Linked DNA regions of Zea mays: region 2 is linked to region 1. Evidence: chromatin contacts called from public Hi-C data. All regions are on one chromosome and are shown on one strand. The core of a region is the stretch at or near the end of the contact, and the rest is flanking DNA. Distances in the headings are between cores, read along the strand shown.

Region 1 (4,394 bases), core at 1,068-3,567:
CCGGGACTTAGCCCGAGTCCGAGCCCTGGGGTCGGGCGGAGCGGAGCTTCCTATGGTGCCTTTGGCAGGACCTGACTGCCTGTCAGTCTCATTCTGTCAAGTGGCACTGCAGTCGGAGTGGCGCAGGCGGCGCTGTCCTTCTGTCAGGCCGGTCAGTGAAGCGGCGAAGTGACGACGGTCACTTCGGCTCTGCCGGGGGGCGTGTGTCAGGATAAAGGTGTCAGGCCACCTTTGCGTTAAATGCTCCTGCGATTCTGTCGGTCGGTGCGGCGATTTAGTCAGGGTTGCTTCTTAGCGAAGGCAGGGCCTCGGGCGAGCCGGAGATGTGTCCGCCGTTGGAGGGGGGCCTCGGGCGAGACGAAAATCCCTCGGGTCGGCTGCCCTTGTCCGAGGCTAGGCTCGGGCGAGGCATGATCGAGTCGCTCGTATGGACTGATCCCTGACTTAATCGCACCCATAAGGCCTTTGCAGCTTTATGCTGATGGGGGTTACCAGCTGAGAATTAGGAGTCTTGAGGGTACCCCTAATTATGGTCCCCGACAGTTATCATGTATGATCGACTATGAATTGTGGTTGCCAATTAATTTAAAATCTCTCTAGTTATCTATGTGTGCTATTATAATTTATTTAAATTGTATTTGCATATTATTGTTAAAAATTAAATATTAATTCATTTAAATTGTATTTGCATATTTCTGTTAAAAATTAAATATTAATTCATTTAAATTGTATTTGCATATTTCTGTTAAAAATTAAAATTATTTTCATATTTAAATTGTATTTTCATATTTTTACAATCACATGCGGTTTTTTCTTAGGGTCCGTTTGTGAAAAGGATATAGCACCACAGGCGGTTCTAAATAAAAACCGCTTGTGATACTATTACATTACAGGCATACTGAACCGCCTGGGACATCACAGACGATTTTCTAACCGAACCGCCTGTGATGTAAAAAGTCTACCGCTTGTATAGAGCCAAATTGTACTATTGATGAATGCATTTAACATCAATGTATGTTGTATTTACACTAGTTACATCTCATGTTTTTGCCATGCAAAAAATCCAGAGCATGTTTATATACACCGCTTAAAATAATATAAGAGTTTCCTATATATTGTATTCATTATATATATAGATATAAATATTTTTGAATAATTTAAAGGTATTTTTGTGAGTTCTAAATATTTTGTTGATCTGGTGTATACTTACTTATCTTTATAATTGTTTTTGGATTTTTAAAACACATATAAACATTTTATGTTTTTTAAAACCTTTAAGTATTTATTGAGTTTTTACCTCTGCAAAATGATAAAACCACCTTCAAAACCACTCAAAACTAGGACGAGGTAATCTTCAAGAGTTTAGAGAGGTAATATGTCTTGTTTTCAAAATCAGAACAAAGAGGCAATCAAATGTTTTTAATATTGAATATAAATTGTATATATGTATATATGTTTTTTATAAAATAAAAAAATATAATCTTGTCGGGCCGGGCTAGCACTACGGACCGAGGCTACAACCCAAACACGACACGACGTTCTTGGCTCTTGCAAGTATTAGGTCGTTTCTGAGACCATATTGTCACAATGGACTCCATGGTGTTTGAGGTTGCTGAATTGGATGTAGCAACAATGATTTGTCACACTAACAATAAAATGAAAGGTGTTAAACGTTAGTAATTGCTACGAAGTAACATAATTTGTATGGAGCGTATTCAGTTTTTATTGATGTCTGACTTTAACAACCACTCCATATTTTGATCTATCTTTTTTTAAAGTTTGAGTTCATATGACTTATTTTAGAAACTTGAGCTCACAAACTTTCTCTTATTTGGCCTCTGTATGGTGGAATTATGTCATTCTATAATCTCTGTTTGTTCAGTCAGTCGTTGTGAACTCTCTTCTAATTGCTCACTTCATTGACCGTGTTGTACCAAGACATATTGGATGGAGTAAACAATAACATCAGTTAGTTAAATCAAAAAATATTATACGGAAAGCGGAGAAAATCAATAAACCATCTTGAGATTTTTTTGGTGGATAGTTTACGTGGGTATTGTTGTAAGCCATCGCAACGTACGTGCAATCGACTAGTCTTATTTTAAGTTTGGGGAAGAAAATTAAAATGGACGATAAATACCAGGCAACCGACTAGTCTTGTTTTAAGTTTGAGGAAGAAAATTAAACTGGACGACAAATACCTGCACTAACAAACAACCCAATTCGCTCTGAATTTTGAATTGGGCCTACATTGCGGCCCAGTTAAACTTACGAATGGGAACCCCGAACGGCCAACCTGTGCGTACGAGAGGGGAACACACGGAACATGTCTCCTCCGGTCCTCCCCTCCACTTCCGTTCGAAATTAAGGAGGGAAAGAAAAAGGGCAAGGCCAGCGAGGGCCGCCGCCGAGCCCTCCGCCCCTCCCGGCCCCGTTTTCGCTGGCGGCGATCGCGGGGCCATGGCGACCTACATCAACGAGCTGCGCGCCCTCATCGCCTCCACCTCGACCTCCACTGCGTCCGCCGAGGGCGCCGGGCCGGCCTCCGCGCACCTCGAGGTCAAACTCCGCGAGGTCCTCCCGAACCTCCTACGAGACTACGTCGTACCCTCCCCCAAAGGTGAGCGCGCCGCACCCCCCTCCATTTTCGCTCCCTCCGTCCACGTTAGACTCCCGCGGACCGCGGTTGGCCTTACCGTTGCCGTGCGCCGAGGTTGGTTGCAGCCGCCGGGAGGGAGCTCAGGGAAGTCAGCGCAATCCTGAAGCTGATCACCTTCACGGCGCTCAAGTTCCCCGGGGTCTTCTACAACGGTCGCGCCGCCGACGTCCTCAGCGTCATCGCCCGCATCCTCACGTTCCTCGCCGAGCCCAATTTCAGGTACTGCGCGGTCTTCCTTCCCCTCCTTTTCGCCTCCGCTAAACCCTAGTCCGATCGCTCCATGCGTTTGAGTTTGCTTCGACCCGGGAATGGATTGCGGATGCTATTGCAGTATTAATGTGCTATTATTGGGACCACGTGTGCTGTACACTTTCCTAAAAAAATGGACACGGAGTTATCCCGTTCAGGTGTGCGGCGGTGTTGCATATCGTCCATTTGGTACCAATTCGTGCAGACATGTGTTGCACTTAACTGGAAATCTCAGTGCCTCAGAGGCCAAAGGTGCGGATGCTATTGCATCTATAGCTTCTTGAGAGGAACCGACAACAATGATGTTGTTGGTCACTTGTTCTCAAATGCTGTGAATCAAGAACAAGTCAACACAATTGTTAAAGATTAGGGACCTTCGTCCTTCGAAGCATCATCTCCTTTCGGACATAATGATCTTCAGACGAAGGTCGTGAAGGACGCACCTTCATCATTCACGAGAATAACAATTCATAGAGATGATAAATATTATCCATTCATCATATATTCATTTCATATTAAACATATGAGATATTACATTGATACCTTCGGCTTCTTCGAAGGTGTTGACGCGAAAGTGATTACAATACAGCGTGAACAGTATGGTAGTACTGTTCATCTATTTATAGGCACGGGACGCAGCCCGGGTAAAAATACAATTATGACCTTAACATTTGTTCATAACTGTAATATGAATCATTAGGGACTAGCTAGTATTTTTCTCTTCGACTCAACAACATGCTTGATCTTCGACACCACTTTAAGTCGAAGTTGTTTCTCTTCGGCTATAACTTTAGCGTTCATCAAGGTTATTAAAACGATAAAACTTTGGAACGCTCATGGGTGAAATTTTGACTTTTAAACGACATAGGAAAAATACCAATATATCATAATTTCAGACAATAATATGAAGTTAAATACCAAAGCAGAGATGTCAGTGGCTTACCAAAACTTCACCCATGAGCTGGATTGAACCCCAAAAGTAACTAATAGACTGAGTCCAAAAATAGCTAATGGTCTAAAATGCATAAAACACTGCATTTTATAGTTTATAACGCCAAAACGCTAAAACGTGATTTCAATCTCTAATTAGAGTTCTGACGTTTAAACGTAGTTTAAACACCATTTAAACGTAGTTTTAATAACACTGGCGTTCATTGTTGTCATTTTCGGGCTATATTTTCATCTTGAAGACCTTCGACGGAGAAAGAGACTCCCATCATGAATCTTTGTTTGTGACGAAGCTCCTGTAATATTCAACATTATGCTAGAAACAAATGGTCAGACGTGTTTTTGAGGATCTTCGGAAGAGGAAGGCCCCAATAGATGTCATCTACATAAACAAGCATAAAAATAGTGATACCTCCCTTGTTGTAAAAGAACAGAGAAGTATCAGATTTGGAAGCCTGAAAACCCAGTTTCACCAACTTTTCACTGAGTCTTGAATACCAAGCCCTTGGTGCTTGTTTGAGTCCATAAATGGCCTTAT
Region 2 (4,394 bases), core at 920-3,419, 330 kb before region 1:
CGTGGAAAATGAGGGATATATACATAAATAAACAACGAGCCCTAAGGTAGACCAAGAAATAGACGACACGTTAACGAACAGGTCGAGATGCTGACCAAGAAAATGCACGCATGTGTATATATATAAACTGACAAGCATGTACAGTTATGCATGCAGGCAGGCTGCGCATAATTAAATAGTAAATATATATAATAATACAACAATGATTAAGACCGGGACTTGGTCGATGAGTTGAAAACCTTTTGAGAGGAATGCGTGCGCTGCCTATATATGTGTGTATATATAGAAAGGGAAAGAGATACAACGAACTCAACTACGACCCCAAAAGCATCATCTCTCTTCAGCGAGATACCAAACATACGAGTAGTAACAATCATCCGATGATGGGGTGGTGCGAGGTAGGCATGATGAAGGTTCTCGTCCTCAGCCTCGTGGCCGGCGCCGTCGCCGCCGTGCGGCCGAGCAAGCTGCTGCCGGCGGCGGTGCCTGCGGTGTACGTGTTCGGGGACTCGACGCTGGACGTCGGCAACAACAACTATTTGCCCGGGAAGGATGTGCCCAGGGCTGACAAGCCCTACTACGGCATCGACTTGCCGGGCTCCGGCAAGCCCACCGGAAGGTTCAGCAATGGCTACAACACCGCCGACTTCGTCGGTGAGCATATCAATATGCATGCAACAAGAACAACTAAGAACTATATGCATGTATTATATATGATATGATGCATGCCTAAAGTTGCATATATATATATGTCCGTATGATGATTACTGTCTGTCTGTGCTACGCACGCACGCATGCAGCCCAAGCTCTGGGATTCAAGAAGAGCCCCCTTGCTTATCTGGAGCTGAAAGCGCGGAAGATGCTAATCCCGAGCGCTGTCACGAGAGGAGTAAGCTATGCATCGGCAGGAGCTGGGATTCTGGATTCCACTGTAAGTAGTGATCCATGTGTCATGTGTGCATATACATGTTCCAGCTCATCTTCTTGTACGATATGATCCATGTATGTATATTGTATACTACGTCGTATGTCTACGTGCGCGCGTGCAGAACGCCGGAAACAACATCCCGCTGTCGCAGCAGGTGCGGCTGTTCGAGTCGACCAAGGCCGAGATGGAGGCCGCAGTGGGCCAGCGCGCGGTGCGCAAGCTGCTCTCCGCTTCCTTCTTCCTCGTCAGCGCCGGCAGCAACGACTTCTTCGCGTTCGCGACGGCAATGGCGGAGCAGAACAGGACAGCGACGCAGGCCGACGTCACGGCCTTCTACGGCAGCCTCCTCTCCAACTACTCTGCCACCATCACCGTACGTGGCGGCGACGACCACCCATATGACAAACTAGTATTATTATTATTATAATAATACACATGAATTCCTCCATGGCATGCATATATCAGGAGCTGTACAAGCTGGGCGCCAGGAAGGTGGGCATCGTCAACGTGGGCCCGGTCGGCTGCGTGCCTCGCGTGCGCGTGCTGAACGCCACCGGCGCGTGCGCCGACGGCCTGAACCAGCTGGCCGGCGGCTTCGACGGCGCGCTCAGGTCCGCCGTGGCCGCGCTCGCCGCGGACCAGCTGCCGGGGCTGGCCTACTCCGTGGCCGACAGCTTCGGGTTCACGCAGGCGTCGCTGGCCGACCCGCTGGGGCTGGGGTTCGCGAGCGCCGACAGCGCGTGCTGCGGGAGCGGGCGGCTGGGCGCGCAGGGCGACTGCACGCCCGCGGCCACGCTCTGCGCCGACCGTGACCGCTACGTCTTCTGGGACTCCGTGCACCCGTCGCAGCGGGCCGCCATGCTGGGCGCGCAGGCCTACTATGATGGCCCGGCCCAGTACACCTCGCCCGTCAGCTTCAAGCAGCTGGCCCGCATGAGGATAGGCTGATTTCTCATTTTTTGTTGTATTCTTGTGGCCCATATAGCGGCAATAACGGTAATAAAGTCAGTGTAACAAGTGAAAAAGGATTATCTGACTGAGCTCATCGTGTCGGCGTGGTGTTGTTGTTGCGTTGCCCCGACCCAGACCCCCGAGCAGTTTCTCACCCACACCACACCACACCACACACGTCCACACCGCGCGCGCGTTATCCATTATCCGTCTCGTCGTCGCCCGTATCTATCCGATCCGCCTGCTCCGTCACTGACAGACATCCTGCTCTAGCTAGCTTTGGTCCCCAAATGCCGCAAGGATAGGACATGACACAGCAAGCTGGAAGATCACCAGTCGCAACAGTATTAGTTAACAACGAGGGAAAGGAGAAACTGATGTGATTAGCAAGCACGGGCACGGTAAAGCAGAGAGCCTCTTGCTGTTAGTGAACTAAGGCGACGGAGACCGCGAGGGCGGCGAACTAGGCTGGGCAGCGATGATGGCGACCTCGGCCAGCGGCGTCTCCCTCCTCCTCCTCCTCGCCCATCCGGCGCCGCCACCGCACCCCGCCAACGGCGCCAGCAGGTACACACACAGTCAGAGTCAGTGGCCACGCAGCTCGATCCGCGCCCACCCTCTGCATGCTCTCACCGTCACGCCGCGTTCCGTTCGCAGCCTGTGGCGCGGCGGTGGCGCCGCGCTAGCTCCTCATCCTGCTCGCTTCGCGGCCAAGAGGAGGACGCTCCGGTTGGTTAACGTCAGCGTCAGCTGCAGCGCCGAGGCGCTGCGCTCCGACGGCGCTGGCGCGGAGCCGGCGGTGCCGCGGTCTGTGCCGGTGCGCGTCGCCTACGAGCTGCAACAGGCCGGCCACCGCTACCTCGACGTCAGGTACGGCACGACTGGCACGGCACAGCCACTACTCGACAGACGCAGAGTTGAAAGATATCACATTTATCGACACACAGACACAGTTCAGTAGTCTCTCTCGATTTGGTCTGTGTGTAGAACGGAGGGCGAGTTTAGCGCCGGCCACCCTGAAGGAGCTGTGAACATCCCATACATGAACAAAACCGGCTCAGGTTAAAAAGAAAAAGAAAAAAAAGCGTTGCTTCATCTGTTCTATTCTGTTCTGTTCTTGCGCCGCCTCGGTTCTGAATGCCACGCGCAGGAATGACGAAAAACGCTCACTTTCTCGAGCAAGTGTCGAGGGCTTTCGGGAAGGACGACGAGATCATCGTGGTACGTAGCTACGTTTGCTGAACGAATCTGAATTTCAGTCGGTTCCTCAACACTCGGTGGGAATATAATTCCGCCTGCTGCTACCCCTCCTTCCTCCTTCTCAGGGCTGCCAAAGCGGCAAGAGGTCTCTCATGGCGGCGACCGAGCTCTGCTCCGCTGTAAGCTAGGGGATGGCCGGCCCGACTCCATCACCTCCTCCTCACAAATTCGCTCTTGCCGTTCTGCGACTCGATGCCAGTCAATCCAATCACTGCTACCGTGTTTTCAGGGCTTCACCGCTGTCACCGACATCGCCGGCGGATTCTCGACCTGGAGGGAGAACGAGCTGCCTACCGTCCAGTGACGGTGATTTCAGCCTGCCTCGCCGGCGTCGTAAGTGTGGTTGGAGCTTGCCCAGCGTTTTCTGTCCAAGCCTGTACATATGTCTTCCTGCCTTCTGCTATAGTTCTGGAATAAAGAGTGCTGGGGAATGGAATGGAGCATGTTGTAAAGTAAAGCACAACGAGTAGGCTTCTTTCTTTTTTACGTCATGCTTCATCTCATGCATAGGACATTCTTATCTGCTCGGTACTCCCTGCATGCGGATTTGTTCATAGTATGGGTTTCCTCGTCGAACTCTGAAACTAGACACCTTACCCCTCTGAACTCTCAAGACCACTCAGACGAGTCAGATCACCTTCTGTCTTGGTTTGGAATGATTTTATCCTTTTTTATAGCCAAAATCATTAAATACATGAGCAGTCCCCATTTCTATTACTATCATAACAGAAATACAAAGCAGTTTGGATAGTTCCCACATATACTATGCAACGTAATAGGATGACTTTGACGACAGAAGTGCTGACGAGTCAATCTGATTCAGATGACTCAGACCAGCCGGATCTCTAAACATGCTAAATGTCAACCGTCAAGTTTAGAGTTTTACAACGAAAGTATCAGAGCACTTGACGAGAGGGCGACAATGGGCATGAGAACCTAACAAAAGTGCTAACATAGGCAAGGAAGCGTCTCAATCCTCCAGTACTCAAATGTGATATAAATATTAGTCCGAGGAGGCTAGTAAACACATTTATACAGCAGATGGTTTCAGATCTGATTAAACGAGACAAACCTATAAAGGTGGCGATCAACTTTAAGAGTTGGTCCACAACTCGGGACATATCATCAGAGTGGGCTGAAGCAGTCCGATATACGCATTAAAGCAAATCAGCGGTCCAACAACCACAGACATGGTTGGAAACAGACATAACTTTTACCCGATCAACGATCTCCTTCTCTGAAAAACAACAAATAA

The links. Hi-C and Micro-C count contacts between places; a contact is called where the count stands out from the background.
Region 2: a Hi-C map of ear shows a contact between it and region 1, with 2.9 times the contacts expected there. The contact joins the promoter of LOC107303345 here to the promoter of LOC103626462 in region 1. A contact is called at or near these places in 2 of 25 Hi-C or Micro-C datasets (ear and tassel).

Annotation. Positions count from the first base shown.
Region 1 is chr5:64,112,125-64,116,518 of Zm-B73-REFERENCE-NAM-5.0, reverse strand. It overlaps LOC103626462 (serine/threonine-protein kinase ATR), which reads left to right and starts at 2,317. Exons shown (of 17, transcript XR_002262295.2): 1 at 2,317-2,620; 2 at 2,725-2,878.
Region 2 is chr5:64,437,929-64,442,322 of Zm-B73-REFERENCE-NAM-5.0, reverse strand. It overlaps LOC107303345 (Senescence-associated protein DIN1), which reads left to right and starts at 2,169. Exons shown (of 6, transcript NM_001320712.1): 1 at 2,169-2,446; 2 at 2,537-2,749; 3 at 2,867-2,940; 4 at 3,030-3,100; 5 at 3,205-3,258; 6 at 3,369-3,894. The coding sequence starts at 2,358. The coding sequence ends at 3,443. It overlaps LOC100501638 (GDSL esterase/lipase), which reads left to right and starts at 323. Exons shown (of 4, transcript NM_001196319.1): 1 at 323-654; 2 at 801-931; 3 at 1,050-1,301; 4 at 1,394-1,943. The coding sequence starts at 381. The coding sequence ends at 1,876.